Regions from separate parts of the Macaca mulatta genome. Here region 1 is linked to region 2. A link is a contact called in public Hi-C data. All regions are on one chromosome and are shown on one strand. Each heading gives the region's core, a stretch centred on a gene start, on an enhancer-like site or on the middle of the called end of the contact. The rest is flanking DNA. Distances are from core to core; before and after follow the strand shown. Region 1 holds the start of TIMM17B (translocase of inner mitochondrial membrane 17B). Region 2 holds the start of HDAC6 (histone deacetylase 6).

Region 1 (2,700 bases), core at 45-2,544, 91 kb before region 2:
GAGCGAGACTCTGTCTCCAAAAAAAAAAAAAAAAATTCGCCAGGTGTGGTGAAGCACCACAGCATTTCAGCCTGGGCGACAGAGCGAGACTCTGCCTCAAAAAAAAAAAAAAAAAAAAAAAAAAAAAAAAAAAAATTCACCAGGTGTGGTGAAGCGTGCCCGTAGTCCCAACTACTCGGGAGGCTAAGGCAGGAGAATCGCTTGAACCCGGAAGGCGGAGGTCAAAGTGAGCCGAGATCGCGCCACTGCACTCCAGCCTGGGTGCAGAGTGAGACTCCGCCTCAAAAAAAAAAAAAGAATGAAATATCTATTCCCCCAACCCGCTCCACTTGACACGCGGTAGAGATGGATGTCAGGAATCCATATCGTTAACAATGAAAAATGCCTGCCACCCCATTGCTTGGTGCAGTTGGCCCACGATAGTCAGTATCAACAACAAAAGTGCCTGTCGAGGCTGGCACGTGTTAGGACCATCTGCTTTTAGCCGACTCACCAGGCTCCAGATGTTTGAGGATGCCTCTCTTGGCCAAGCGGGTCTGCAGCGCAACGGGCAGAGGCATAGCTGATAGACCTAGGGGCAGACGGACAAACTGACAAGCAGCTCAGATAGATTCATATCTGGATCCCGTCACCAAGCCCCTCCCGTCAACATGTACTCATCTGACTCCCATCTACTCAAATGAACCAGTAGTTGGGTGGACAGAACATACGCACTAAAAGATGTAAGAGTTAGGTGGCAATATTATCGCAATTCTCACCAACCCTACTGTCCCGAAACCGGGTGCTCCAGGGCCCTGTTCCTCTCCCAGGCCCAGGCTCCGCCCGCCGCCTAAGGAGCCCGGCCCCTCCGCACTTCAGAAATGGGCTCATCCAGCGTCCCCCAAAGACTGCCGGGTGGGAGAAACCAAAGCGCTGGGATGGGGGAGCAGAGGGCAGCACTTCCTCCAGCTCCAAAAGAGTGCGCCCACCCCAACATTACCAATACACTCGTGCAGGTAGTGGACGGCTGTCACACCGGCCGTCTCTCTCGTGTCGCCGCTACGATACCTGGGCCCACACGACTCTCTTCCCAAAACACAGAATGAGACCTTCTCTGAATGAGGCCTTCACTCCCCGAGCCTGAAAGTAACTGGACTACGCTCAGGAGGCAATGAACAAATGGCAGAAACTCGATTGGCCAATGAGAGTGTGCCCTTGGAGTGACATGCGGCGTAGCGACCCAATCGCTGTCCGGTAATAGGCGGAAAGCTTGGACGCCGGTGTGCGTCTACGCTGGGGGCGTGGCCTGACTGCGCGGCCAGACGCCAGCGCCATGGAGGAGTACGCTCGGGAACCTTGGTACGGCGATGGGCACTGGCATCCGGACTGTTGCTGCGACGCCAAGGCCAGCCGTGGGGGTCGGGCGGGGGAGGCACCGGCCGCACAGAGCCATGTACCAGACTCGGGGGACTCTTAACGTATCTCCCGCTACCCCTACTCGGTTCCTGTCACTCGGGCTCCGTTATGAGGGGCCACAACCGTCTCCCCTCAGAAGGTGCGGCGAAGGCCGAACCACGCCATGTTTCTCCTGACCTCGTAATCTCCTAGTCCCTGTTAACGAAAAAAGGCACGCTGGCCGATCCATCCTGGCTAGGGGTGGTACAGTGTTGACCGGAAATCCCGAGTTGCCGCGGGTGGTTTTTCCCAGGTCGCCTTTGTCAGTGGGGGCGGGGTACGGATGAACCTGCTGAGGGCCGGCGGGGACGGTGGATGCTTCCCGCGGTCGCTCTTGGTTTTTCCCAGTTGCGCCGGATTGAAAAGGGGCGGGGCATGGTTGGACGGGCACACCGTCGGAGAAGGGGTGCCACGCGGTCCTGCTTTGCTGACAATCTGTCTTGGCTAGTTAACACGCCTACGTCGCTTATTGAAACGTCAACTCTGCGTGTGCCAATTCATTTAATCTTTGATCACAGTAAAACAGTTGGCTGATTCCTTGGTTGATAGACAGGGCGAAGACTAATATTTCTCCCCCTTTGCCCCATTTCTCGCTTTAATGGGGGGGAGCTGTGGAAAAAGCGTGACAGGATTAGCTCCTTATTATCTGAAGTGTTTGTTTCTCCTTAGGAACTTCCCATTCTGGTGACTTGGTTTCTCCCAATTAGAAAAGAGTTCGTGTGACAGGGCCTGGGGGAGGGCTCACATTAACCCCATCCTTCCCTTCCTGCTTGCAGCCCATGGCGAATTGTGGATGATTGCGGTGGAGCCTTCACTATGGGTGTCATCGGTGGCGGAGTCTTCCAGGCCATCAAGGGTTTCCGCAATGCCCCTGTTGTGAGTCCAGACCTTCTCTGGGTTGATGTGGGGTCAGCTGTCTTGCCCACAAGGGATGCTGCTCCGAAAACTGCTTGGAGCTGCCAGTCACGTGCACTTATTCATTCTGGTGGCCACTCACCTACTGTGTGCCAAGCCTGGCTTCTGTATCTGGGATTTTGTAGGGATTGCAAACATGGCTTCTGTCTTCCACCCTCCACCCCACCCAAATGGAGCTCCTCTGTGGAAATGCTGTGTCGTTCAAAGAGTCATCACCAAATCTTAAATATATGTGCAAAGCCAGACAGATTTTTTTTTTTTTTTTTTTGAGACAGAGTCTTGCTCTGTTGCCCAGGCTAGAGTGCAGTGGCATGATCTTGGCTCCCTGCAACCTCTGCCTCCCGGGTTCAG
Region 2 (2,917 bases), core at 333-2,832:
GCCTGGATACTAGTTTAGGATCCTTTTATACACCCTTGAATCCCCTGGTCTTTAGTCTGTTTTCATTAAACACATCATACTGCTCTTGGCTGTTTAATGATCTGCCCTCCTACTCATCAATCCGCTCCTAGAGAAAGGACCCTGTCTATTGTTTGGTACATTTGTATCACCAACTCTTGGCACACAATAGGCAATAAATGTTTGTTAGCTACACAGAAGAACCCTTTCAAGTGTGAGCCCTACCTCTCCAAATCATCTGCTTCCAGTATCCAGGCTGGGGTAAGAAAGGATTTATTCTTGCTAATGGGCTCTAAATGTGTGTATTTTTGTGTTTTGGAGACAGCCTGGAGGACCCAGCCTCACCTGTCATCCCAGAGGCAATGGAATTCATTTAACTGCTCATCCAACACCAAGCCAGTGCCAGCCAGTGCTTCAGCCTCAAGGTTCAGATCCTGCAGAGGAAAAAAAAAAAGGACATACAGATCCATTTCAGGCCCTGAGTCAGAGGGAACTGTCCAGGGTTGGGAACCTTTGGGTTTTGATTGTCATAGGAGTCTAAACTGCAGCCAGGCCCTGCTCACCATCCCTTGCAGTCCCGCGATTAGGTCTTCTTCCATTGCTTGGCCGAGCTTCTTCATTTTGCCTTTCTTCTTTACCTCCGCTAGATTGGGGATGGAGCGGGGAACGGCTCCCTTTTTAATGTTTCGCTTCTGTGAATCAGAGAGAAGGGTCAGAGTCCAGGGAATGACCAACTTGCTCCCTCTCCCCCTCATGAGGGCGGGTCTAGGGCCTCACCGAAGTGACACTGGAGTCCTGAGGGGGAGATTGGGGGTTCTGCCTACTTCTTCGCTGCCTGGTTGTGGTAGAATCCTGGCCGGTTGAGGTCATAGTTGAGGAGGCTTGACCCCTGCCGCGGTTCTGGAGAGGTGGGAGCGTGGGTATGTGAGGGGGCTAGTGTGCCCTGAGGACCCCACCTCTCTGCCCTTTTCCAGGCTCCGCCCCCTCTATTAGATTCCATTCCTTACACGATCTGATTCTCCACAGCCTTCCAAACTCCGCCTCTCTCAGGCCTTCTCCCTCCACTCAGGTGGCCATTCTACCTGGCCCCGCCCGGTCCGCTAGACTCCACCCCTTTTACAGGATTCTCTTTCCCTAGTCTTGCCCTTTCACTGAGCAATGAGCCCCCTGGCTCACTCAGTCCGTTTTAGGGCCTGCCCTTTCCAACCAATCACCGCCCCTTCCACTCTCCCAAACCCCATTCCCAGACCCTCTAAGCCCGGCCCAGACCCCATTCCTTCACGAATCTGCCCTTTCGGCCTACCTCCCGGGATAATCACCCACCCTCTCACTCAGCCGGCCCCGGCCCCGGCCCCGGCCCCGGCTCCACCCTTAACGATTCACTTAACTCCACCCCTCATCGGGCCGGACCGGTACCTTCCACTCCGCCAGATCCCGCCCCTAGCGTTTCAACCAGCCCCGCTCCTCAGGGGACTGCCCCGTTCCTTCAACCAGCTCCACCCCCTGCCCAGACCCGACCGCTAACGTTTCGCTAACCCCCTTCAGCCAGTCCCTAGCCGCCTTCGGTCGGCCTCCGCCCCCTTCCCGCCTCCGCCGTCGACGCGCTGTACTCGCCGCTCCACTCACTGGACGCAGCCCCTTTCTCAAACTCCGCCCTTGGCTCGCTCCGCCAAGTTTCTGGCGACCCGTGGGGACGCGAGCGCCCTGGCCTTTCTTTTCCATTGGGCCTGGTCTCTCGACTGCCCGCCCAGATCCCGCCTCCAGAGGGGAGCGTGCCTCAAGGCCGCGCCCCTCGCGCGAGCCACACCTCTCGCGAGCTCACAGGCGGCGGGGGAGCGCGGCGGGGGAGCGCGCCAGCGTGCTACGCCAGCTGTGCTGAGCCACACCTCTCGCGAGCTCACGGGCGTCGGGGCGGTGCGTCGGCGTGCTACGCCAGCTGTGTTGCGCTTGCGTAAAACGCAGGCGCCGGCAGTTCCCAACGGGGCTGAGGCGCAAGTTTTCCCGTGCCTCGGCTACCGTCGCTGTCGTCCTGGATGCCATAGCCGCCGCCCCTCCGTCCCTGTCCAGTCACTTAAGAGCCCTTCGGGCCGGCGGTGTCGCGAAAGGAAGCAAGGAAGCGAGGGAATTAGGAAGGGGCGTCTTCTCTTTTCCCCGCGACTTCCCGCGCGACACGCCCTGATGACGTAGAGCGGGCGGGCTGGTTGTGGCTGGGTCGAGAGCGAGGTTGCCACTGGATTTTGGCTGGCGGCGGCCAAAATGGGCGTGGTGACGATGCTAAATGTTGTGAGGATTTTCCAAGTTAATATTCACTACGGTGGTACACAGGAAGCGCTCGCCGAATGTTAGCTATTAATATTCTGCCGCAATATTCTGGGTGGAAGGAGTCTTAGTGGGGGCAGGGAATGGTAATGATAGCAAGTATTATGTGACAGGCATCGTTGTAAACCACAATTCTATGAGGTAGTTCCCATTATTAAGACTGCTTTGCAGATAAGGAAACTGAGGTTACGGGACTTAACCATGTGACCTTGGGCAAGTTACTGAACAGCTCTGTGCTCCGTTTCCTCATCTGGAAAGTTGTGATAATAATAGTGCCCAGGGCCAGAATGGACTTGAGGAGGGGAGTTCTCATGGGCAGCAGCTCTCCCTATCTGCCCCCTCCAACGGGTAACCACTGCTCCCAAGCAGTAATAGAAAGTGTGTGTGAGTCTGGGGAGCTGTCCCTGGGCACCCTGTCTCCCCCGCAACTCCCACTCCGTGTCTGAATGTCAGCTCTGCAGGAGGCCGGTTTGTCCTCTAATCTCCCTCTCTCATTCTCCACCATTTCCTACCAGGCTATAAGCTGGGACCGGAGAGATAAGCAGTTCGAGGGTTCAGCATCAGACTGACAGATTGACGG

The links. A called contact is a pair of places that touch in the nucleus more often than the background predicts.
Region 1: a contact with region 2 is called in a Hi-C map of CD4 T cells, with 4 times the contacts expected there. The contact joins the promoter of TIMM17B here to the promoter of HDAC6 in region 2.

The regions. Positions count from the first base shown.
Region 1 is chrX:48,970,011-48,972,710 of T2T-MMU8v2.0, reverse strand. It overlaps TIMM17B (translocase of inner mitochondrial membrane 17B), which reads left to right and starts at 1,294. Exons shown (of 7, transcript XM_077988727.1): 1 at 1,294-1,338; 2 at 2,211-2,310. It overlaps PQBP1 (polyglutamine binding protein 1), which reads right to left and starts at 800. Exons shown (of 7, transcript NM_001194258.1): 1 at 707-800; 2 at 494-571. The coding sequence starts at 560.
Region 2 is chrX:48,878,834-48,881,750 of T2T-MMU8v2.0, reverse strand. HDAC6 (histone deacetylase 6) reads right to left here and starts at 1,582. Exons shown (of 29, transcript NM_001194196.2): 1 at 1,435-1,582; 2 at 796-918; 3 at 582-710; 4 at 364-452. The coding sequence starts at 888.